Regions from separate parts of the Danio rerio genome. Here region 2 is linked to region 1. The links are chromatin contacts, called in public Micro-C maps. All regions are on one chromosome and are shown on one strand. Each heading gives the region's core, a stretch centred on a gene start, on an enhancer-like site or on the middle of the called end of the contact. The rest is flanking DNA. Distances are from core to core; before and after follow the strand shown.

The links. A called contact is a pair of places that touch in the nucleus more often than the background predicts.
Region 2: a Micro-C map of caudal fin shows a contact between it and region 1, with 3 times the contacts expected there. The contact joins the promoter of ormdl3 here to the promoter of hdlbpb in region 1. A contact is called at or near these places in 1 of 18 Hi-C or Micro-C datasets (caudal fin) and 1 of 4 datasets of contacts at active chromatin or transcription factors (embryo).

What each region holds. Positions count from the first base shown.
Region 1 is chr12:24,143,101-24,147,599 of GRCz12tu, forward strand. hdlbpb (high density lipoprotein binding protein b) reads left to right here and starts at 2,517. Exons shown (of 28, transcript XM_021480308.2): 1 at 2,517-2,594.
Region 2 is chr12:23,974,172-23,978,670 of GRCz12tu, forward strand. It overlaps ormdl3 (ORMDL sphingolipid biosynthesis regulator 3), which reads right to left and starts at 2,701. Exons shown (of 4, transcript NM_001006087.1): 1 at 2,420-2,701; 2 at 2,012-2,211. The coding sequence starts at 2,185.

The DNA of each region.
Region 1 (4,499 bases), core at 1,267-3,766:
TACAGAGAAAGCATAACAAATTAATTATAAATACATGGGAAGATGTATCAAATAAATGCAAATTAATGACACAACATATTGGTCTATAATTTGTATTTAAAACCCCATGAAAGGTTACCCTATAAAACAATCATAAGTAAAAAATAAAATCGACTTTGAGCAATAAAAATATAATCATATATAATGATGTTCAACAGATGTAGAATTTGCAGTAAACTGTGTATATTATCAATGTAAAATAAAGCAAAATGCACAAATGGGAAACAGTTGATTCTGATAGTAATTATTGTTAAACATATTAAACCATCAACAGAACTGATAGTAAAAGAGTTGCCAGTGACAGAGGTGACATTTTCCACCATTTTTTGATTTAGTTCATGATTCTGACCTCAGAACAGAGACCACATGTCATGTCTAAACGAGAATTTTATGCATTTTCATCATATTATTATTTTTAAAAAGCCAATGAGAAATTTAATTGAAATATCACAATAACAAAGTTTACAAATAATCAATATAATATTGGTGCATAGTAAACATTTTGTACAAATTAATGAGGGAAGAATAAATGACATAAAAGTCACATGCTTTTTCTCTTAGTGTTTTAAAGATTGTTGTACCTTTTATAACAGATGTAATATAATTGACCAGTACGAAGACGGACCAAAAAAAAAATATTACAGAAATCACAAATAAAACAATAGATCATGTTTCATGCAAATGTTAATTTAGTAAAGTAAACACACAAAAAGGTGATAATTAGGCTTAATTATTTAAATAAAACTAAAGATGAATGTATGGTTCAGGAGGCAGATGTGGTCAAAAATAATACGTATGTAAATACAGATATAAATCAGACCAGAGATGCTCAAACTTGGGCCCACAGGCCAAAGTTGGCCCATGGTAACCTTTGATTTGATTTGGCCCACCATCTCATCTGAGTGAGAAGAGTGATGAGAATGATGGGGATGACTTCTATATTGTCCATTCAAATTTAGTGCAACCCTTTGTTTGTTTGTTTGTTTGTTTGTTTGTTTGTTTGTTTGTTTTGTCGGGAAAGCTATTTGAAATGTTTCAATTAAATGGTGTAAATATATCAGATTTTGTTTAAATGTACATACTGTCACCTGACAATCCAGAGACTTTGGTGAGCAAATCATGTCAAAGGCAGATTTTGCTTGACTGGTGTATTCAGCATTGAACTCCACTCTGTAATAAAGGAGATTGTTTAAGTTTTATTGCAATAAGGTGTAATTAAATAGTAGTGCGCGAGTTAATATGATTTAAAGTGATGTTTTCTATTTATTTTGAAATATTAGAAAATAAATAAGGAAATTACTGGATCTATATATATTACAACTTCTTCGGCCCATGGCTCTTAAAAATATTTATATTTTGGTCCTTTATACAAAAATAGTGTGGGCACCCCTGTTTTAGAGATAACTTATAATTATGAAAGAAATATGCCTGTACTCACTCTTCACATATCCTGTTGTTTTTCCTAACTGTTTTTATCTTATTGTAAGTTGTTCCTGTACTAGGGCGCTTTGACATTTTGTGTATGGAGTGTAATTGTTTTGCTTGTGTGTGGTTGGTTGGAGAAAGACCAGGTGGAACTGAACTGAACTGAATATTTGCATGTATTCACAGCCCATGTAACCTTGAATATGATGTATAAAGACTGGGAATGCCCCAGTCTTCTTTAGAAGAGAGCAATAAACTGTATGATACACATCTCAGTTGTTGTTGTCTTCCTGGAGCACTCCTGCTTACTGAGGGAACACACAGACGATCTCCAATTTATCCTAACAAATTATAATTTGTGTTATAATTCAAAACTGTAGCATTAAAGGTTTTTGCTTTTGAAATATAATTGAGGTTTTAGGAAACACAAAATGTTTCCACAATTTTTATCCAGAAGATGTGCAGAAGTTAAAAACCTTTTGCCATTAACTGAAAATCCAATTTTGTTTAAAGAATTCATGCAAACTGAAAATATTAAATGCCCAAATACCCTTTTATTTTAAATAATTGTATTTATTTGTTTGTTTCACAACCCCTTAACAGTTTAATTTTTTTCTTGAATAATGTGGAAATGTGGAAAAAATATTTTCATAAAGAGATGTATAGGCTAATTTCACATTTATTTTCAACATTGTATTTCTTAGAATAAATATAATAATTGAATGACATAAATATATAATTGGATTATACGGATTGATACCTTGCAAAGTATCATTTAGAGCAATTGTTTGCAGAAAGGGAAACCATATACACAGATACACACACATACTGAAAATGGGATATTTTATATTGCAAAATTGATGTTTTCTGTGAATAAATGCTCTATATTTATTTTTATTTTAGACACAATATCAGTTGTTTATAGAATAAAATATCAATGAACACTTTACTAAAACATGCATCATTTACTGGCACAGTACAGATAATATCTAAGATAATATTGAGAGCTGCAATGCTGCATATCATAACAATAATTCATGAATCAAAGATCCGACTCAGTTCGGGATTCGACTCCCAGCAGCAGTGTTTACTATCAGCAGACCAGCGGCAAGGCTTTTCCTTCTGATAAGGTGATCAGTTGTTATTGTTTCGTTGACGTGCTACTTATCGCATCATTTTGTGAACCGAAAGAACAGATCTGCGTTTCCTGCAGTCCGATTATTGTATTTAAAACAGAGATAGACAGTAGCTCTGCTGCTAACGATATGTTACATGTAGCAGATTAGCTCGAGAGCTAAACTAAGATATTCTAAATATTTATTCCGTTATCCTGAACGTTTACAACTAGCATTTACAATTGACCGAGGATGCATATCTAATGTACTTAAATATTGAAGGTTTTAACAGCTGTTTTAAATGACATTTGCGCTATTAAATGGCAGGTAGTTTTGTTAGCCTGCTCCTGTATTTGTTTACACTGATCTGCTGCTCTGCATTCAGATGATTTAAATCATGCATGATGCACGTTAAATATAGCCTTTATACAATCTGCTAACAGGCAGGTGAGCACTACATTTGATTATGTTGAGCATATTTAGCAGGCAGTTTGTGGAAACATTTACCATTGATGTGTGGCAAACTGTTTTTATTCATTCATTCACAATATGTCAATACTTCATTTTAGCACATCTAGATATCATTAATTAGTTTTCTATTAGTAACAATAACAATTTTTATATTATATAATTACATTTTTATTAGTAAGAAAAGATTTTTTTTAAATTTGAAGCTCCAAAGTCAAATTCTTGATGCCTAGAATCAATTAAATAGTACAAATCTAATTCGTGAAAATGAAAATAAATAATTATTATCATAAAATGAATTTCAATGGCTGTGTATCTGGTTACAAATAGTGACAATAAAGTTCAAGATATCGAGAATACATTATTTACTTGGTGAATTTTAATTTGTGATGTAAAGAATTAGCATTTAGTAGTGGAAAAGTAGTTGCTAATATCAAAACTGAGCATTTTAACAAGTTAAAACTGAACTGTTAATGTCAAGAGCAGATTAAGATAATCAAATATAATGTTTTATCCCTCTTACAGACTTATTATTGTTGCATAATAGTGCAGAATAACAGTCAGCAATAAGATAAGCACAATATTAGATAAAAATGACTAGGGCTGCATGCTATTGTAAAATTTTGATTTTCTTTGATAAATATTACGATATAAAGTCAGTTTCACAAGAATAGCTCTATTTGCCATTTTTATGCAAGTTAACTCTATTCAGGTACAGAAATGTAATAATCACAATACAAAAAAGCTTTTTTTACTTTGCTTTGTCTCATTTCTTGTCCAAACATTCTTAAATCAAGTAAAATATTGTTTTGTTTTCAACTTAAGTCAAAATTAAATGGTTTTCCTTAAAACAAGCAAGTTTTTCTGCCAATGGGGGAAGTAAAATAATCAAATTTTTGCTTTAAAAAAGTAGATATTTCTAGTTTCTTCAACTAGAAACATTCGAATAAAAATTCGAAGTTAAAAAAACTGTATAAATAATTAAATATGATTAAACTTCACACCTCAAATCATCCAAATTTTTTGTGCCCAAACGTTTCAGACTCTTAAAAAATGCATGCAAATGAAGTCAGTGGCAGGGACTTCTGGTCAACTAAAATTCAGACTCACCATTGCATATCTTGTGATGTGACTATTGCGGATGCGCACATTGCATTATCGATGCTGAAATGATATATTGTGCAGCCCTAATAATTACTGTCAAATGTCTAATAGCTCATGCCTGTATTTTATCATCTATTCTCCTACATGGGTGTTTTGTCCTCTGAATGACTTTCGGCTGGATATGTGTAAAATGTATTGATCGATCCCATGTGTAAATTGTCTCTCTGTGTGTATTTTTGCCATCACTCCTGTAAAGCACAAACACCCACACACCAATTAGACACCTGGTCACCTGAGAATGAAAAAGAGACTATCCTTAGCACCGCATCTAGCTATTGACTCCCTCAG
Region 2 (4,499 bases), core at 1,451-3,950, 170 kb before region 1:
TTGAACAGTCATTTTATAGTGCAATAACATTTGACAATTTTACAATCTGTACTGTATTTTTGATGAAATCAATCAAGTCTTAGTGACTCACTGCAACATACTGAAGTGAGTGACGGCTTTTAAGTGATATTCAAGAGAGAACATTTCCTAATTTTTATACTGTATACAATCCATTTGAGTTAGAACAAAATGTGTGTTTTGAGATCCGCTAAGAGGACCATGTGCCATGTACTGTACACATTGCACATTTTAAAAGTGACATGCTCAAAGTAATGCAGAAAGGAACTGCAGTGACTGACAGTGATAACCACAGCAATACATGGGAGAAAAATGTCATGTCAAAATGACAAGACAGAAGCACATACAGTGATATTTTTTTAGAAACTAGGTCTCCTTGCAAACTTGGTGCATATTGACATTTTTTATAATGATGACTTTTGCTTCAATTTAGAAGTGACAGAGCATTTGAATAGTACTGAATGCTGCAAACCTTATCAAATTAAGATTGCATTTGTGTGATAGTTGTGTGCAATACATACATTTTTAAAACATTGCAATAATATAAAAACATTTTGCTATGTCATTACAGGACAGGAGCATGTGCTGTTCAGGACTAAACACTGAGGCAATGGATTAAAAGTAATGTTGTAAATATTAATAAATTTCTCGCACACACTGATTATTTTGCTTCTTAAAAAGATTGTTCACCCAAAAATGAAAATTTACTCACCACTTACTCTCCCTCAGATGGCTCCAAACACTTTTCTGTTGAACAAAAAATATGTTATTTTGAAAAATGTTAGAAACCTGTAACCATCTTCCAAAGTAGGAAAAAATAAATACCATGGAAGTGAATGGTTACAGATTTCCAGCATTCTACAAAATATTTTGTGTTCAAAAGAAAAAATAAATAAATAAAACAAGTCTGGGTCATGTGGAGCTTGAGTAAATTCAATTTTGGTGTGAACTATCCTTTTAAAGCCTCATCAGGAGCCACAGCAATTTTGGCTCATCTGTATGTGTTTCTGACTCTCTACTAGTCCCAGTAGCTATTTACATGCATTTTGCAGATCATTAAAACCATGGTTTCAATTAAAAACATATTCTTAATGTTCTGCAACAGAACAAAGTCTCATACATGTTTGTTGGCTTGAGGTTCTATAAATTAAAGGGACAGTTCATCCCAAAACTGAAAATTTACTCACCATTTACTCACCCCCAAGTGGTTCCAAACTTTTAAGAGTTCCTTTATTCTGTTAAACACACACACACACATAAGATATTTCATTCATTCATTTTTTTCTGCTTAGTCCTTTTATTAATCTGGGGTCGCCACAACGGAATGAACCGCCAACTTATCCAGCATATATGTTTGTTTTACACAACAGATGCCCTTCCAGCTGCAGTCCATCACTGAGAAACATTCATACACTCATTCACACACATACACTATGGACAATTTAGCTTACCCAATCACCTTAAACCACATTTTTGATCTTGTGGGAGAACCGGAGCACCCGGAGAAAACCCACGCCAACTCAGGGAGAACATGCAAACTTCACACACAAGTGCAAACTGACCCAGCCGAGGCCTGAACCAGCGACCTTCTTGCTGTGAGTCGATTGAGCTACAAGATATTTCAAAGAAAGCTAAAAAACGATAACCACTGACAATCATAGTAGTAAAAACAAATACTACAGAACTCAATGCTTACCACTTAAGCTTTCTTTAAAATATCTTCCCTCATATTTAACAGAATAAAGTCATTAACAAGTAAACAGTGAGTAAATGAAGAGAAAATTTTTATTTTTGGAAACATTCCTGTTGTTAATTTTTCATTGTGTGTTTGTCTGTATGCTATTGAGAAACACTTTTATGACTTTTTTATGACAAACAATTGTGAAACTACTTTGATCACCACTTAGCAGAACAACCAGTGACCCAAACAATAATAAACATCAATAGCAGTCTACGTAACATGATCATAATGCTTGTTCTCGACATTTCTTACCATGTTGTGAATGAGGTTGGTGAGTGTCCAGACCACAGGCACACTGACGAAGGGTATGCTGAGCAATATGATGTGTAGCAGACCGATGCCCAGCACATAGGAGAGCCAAATCCCCCTGCTGTTCATCACGCGTGTGTTCGGGTTTACTTCGCTATGCGCCGTGCCCACGTTCATCCTTACTCACTACTATTGCGCACTTACTGTCAAACACAAAATAAACACGTGAAAATCACATTTACTTCACTGACGTTTACAAGCACTGACTGTAACAAGTCATACAACAAAAATGCCACAAATCACCATCAGCATGCAAACTAGAGAAACACAACGCAACTTCTGAAAGTGTCAAGCATTGATGTTATTTGATGTTATTTAAATGATGAGTGGGGCTAAGAACGAGTCACTTACTGTTCAAAATTGCGCAAGAGTCTTCACTAACCAGACAGAAAGTTGACAATAACTCCTTAGGAAGGAAATTATAACCTTAGTTCTCGCCCCCGTTGTAATTTCGTAAACGTTATCAGGATATCGTCCGCTCTGGAGCCTTTATGCAGTGTAGCCTTGCGGTTTTGCGCCCACGACACTTGACACGTCTGTTTATTTCATGATGTTTGCTTTCAAGCACTTTGTTCCCGTGCAAACAGATGGTGACAACACAGCAAGACTTCATCGTTTCACGTCATCATTTTTCAGAACTCACCTTTAGAAGGATGGAAATGTATTCATCGGGGTATCCGCTGATTGGACGGTGTGGGTCACGTGGAGGGTGTAGGCCAATCAGCGGTCGATGCGTTGATAATTTGCTGAAAAGTCGCACGCCCCCCCCTTCACGTCACAGAAAGTGCTAGTGAGGAGAGATTAGGCAATTATGCAAAAATACTGAGATTTATGGGTATGGTAGTTTATTTAAACGAAATATTGCACATAACGAATTAGCCATGATTGTTTTGTAGTAAGAAAGTCAACGGTGACAATTTCACAAGAACACTGGATACAACACAATGCATTCATTGCATTAAAGGAGTTGTTCATCTTAAAATGAATAATCACAATTCAGTCATCATTTAGATACTCTCCCTTGTGTGGTTAAAACTGTATGACTTATTTTCTTCTGTGGAACCAAAAAAGAGAAGCTTAGCAGAATATTAGTGATTAATATTCACAGTCACCATTCACTTTAATTTCATGAGAGCAAATGTAATGCCACCGAAAGGTGACTAATGCAAAGTCCTTAACATTCTTCTCACTTTCTCTATTTGTGTTACACAGAAAAAGAAGAAAACTGTCATTAATAGCATAACCTATATTTTATTATCAAAGACTTTTGAGAATTTAAAAAAGTCAGTTCAATAGAGTGAAAAGCTCTAAAATACTAAAATATAACTAAAATATGTCATGCTGAACAGCTTTCTCCCCAGTGTGGTCTGAAAATTGTAATAATGTGGGCATTTAATCGTCCTCTGACACAATTTCGTTGTTTGCTTTTGTTTTGTTTGTTCTTCCTAAGATTTCTTCTTTTTGGAAGTGACTTGGAAAAGTACTGTCCCAAAATATTCTTAAAGTTTCTCAAAATAAAATATACTGTTCAAAGAGGAAAAAAAGTTTTGTTTGTTACAATATATATATATATATCAGTATCATAAAACCGTGATAATTTTATCCAAGGTTACCATATACTGTCAGAATCTTATACTGACCCGAGCCTACTGAGTGGTTAGCACTGTTGCCTCACAGCAAGAGTCACAGCAGGGTCAGTTGGCGTTTCTGTATGGAGTGGAGTTTGCATGTTTTCCCCGTGTTGACGTGGATTTCCTCTAGGTGCTCCGGTTTCCCTTACAGTCCAAAGACATGCGCTATAGGTGAGTTGGGTAGGCTAAATCGTCCGTAGTGTATGTGTGTGCTTGTAAGTGTGTATGGGTATTTCCTAGTACTGGGTTGCAGCTGGAAGGGCATGTGCTGTGTAAAATATATGCTGGATAAGTTTGCAGTTCATTCTGCTGTGGGGACTTTTGATGAATAAAGAGACTAAGCTGAAGGAAAATGGATGAATGAATGAATTTTGTTCATTATTACTCTAAATTCAAAATTGACTACAAAAATGAATTACTGACAATTTAAAGAAAACTCTGCATCTATGCATAATGCTATTATATATGCATAATAAATTATGTATAAAATGTATAAATGTGCAAATATGTGCATATGTGGTTATGTTTAAAATCAATCAATATAAATAATTTTTATTCTTTTTGAAATATTTCCAAAGTATAATGTAATGTGTATTTATAGCGCACTTATTTTGTATGGCCAAACACCCAATGCGCTTCACAATCATGAGGGGGGTCTTTCCACACCACCACCAGAGTGCAGTATCTTCGTGGATGATGCAATGGCAGCCACAGGACAACAGTGCCAGTGTGCTCACCACACACCAGCTATTGGTGGAGTGGAGAGACAGTGATAGAGCCAGTTTGGTGGATGGGGATGA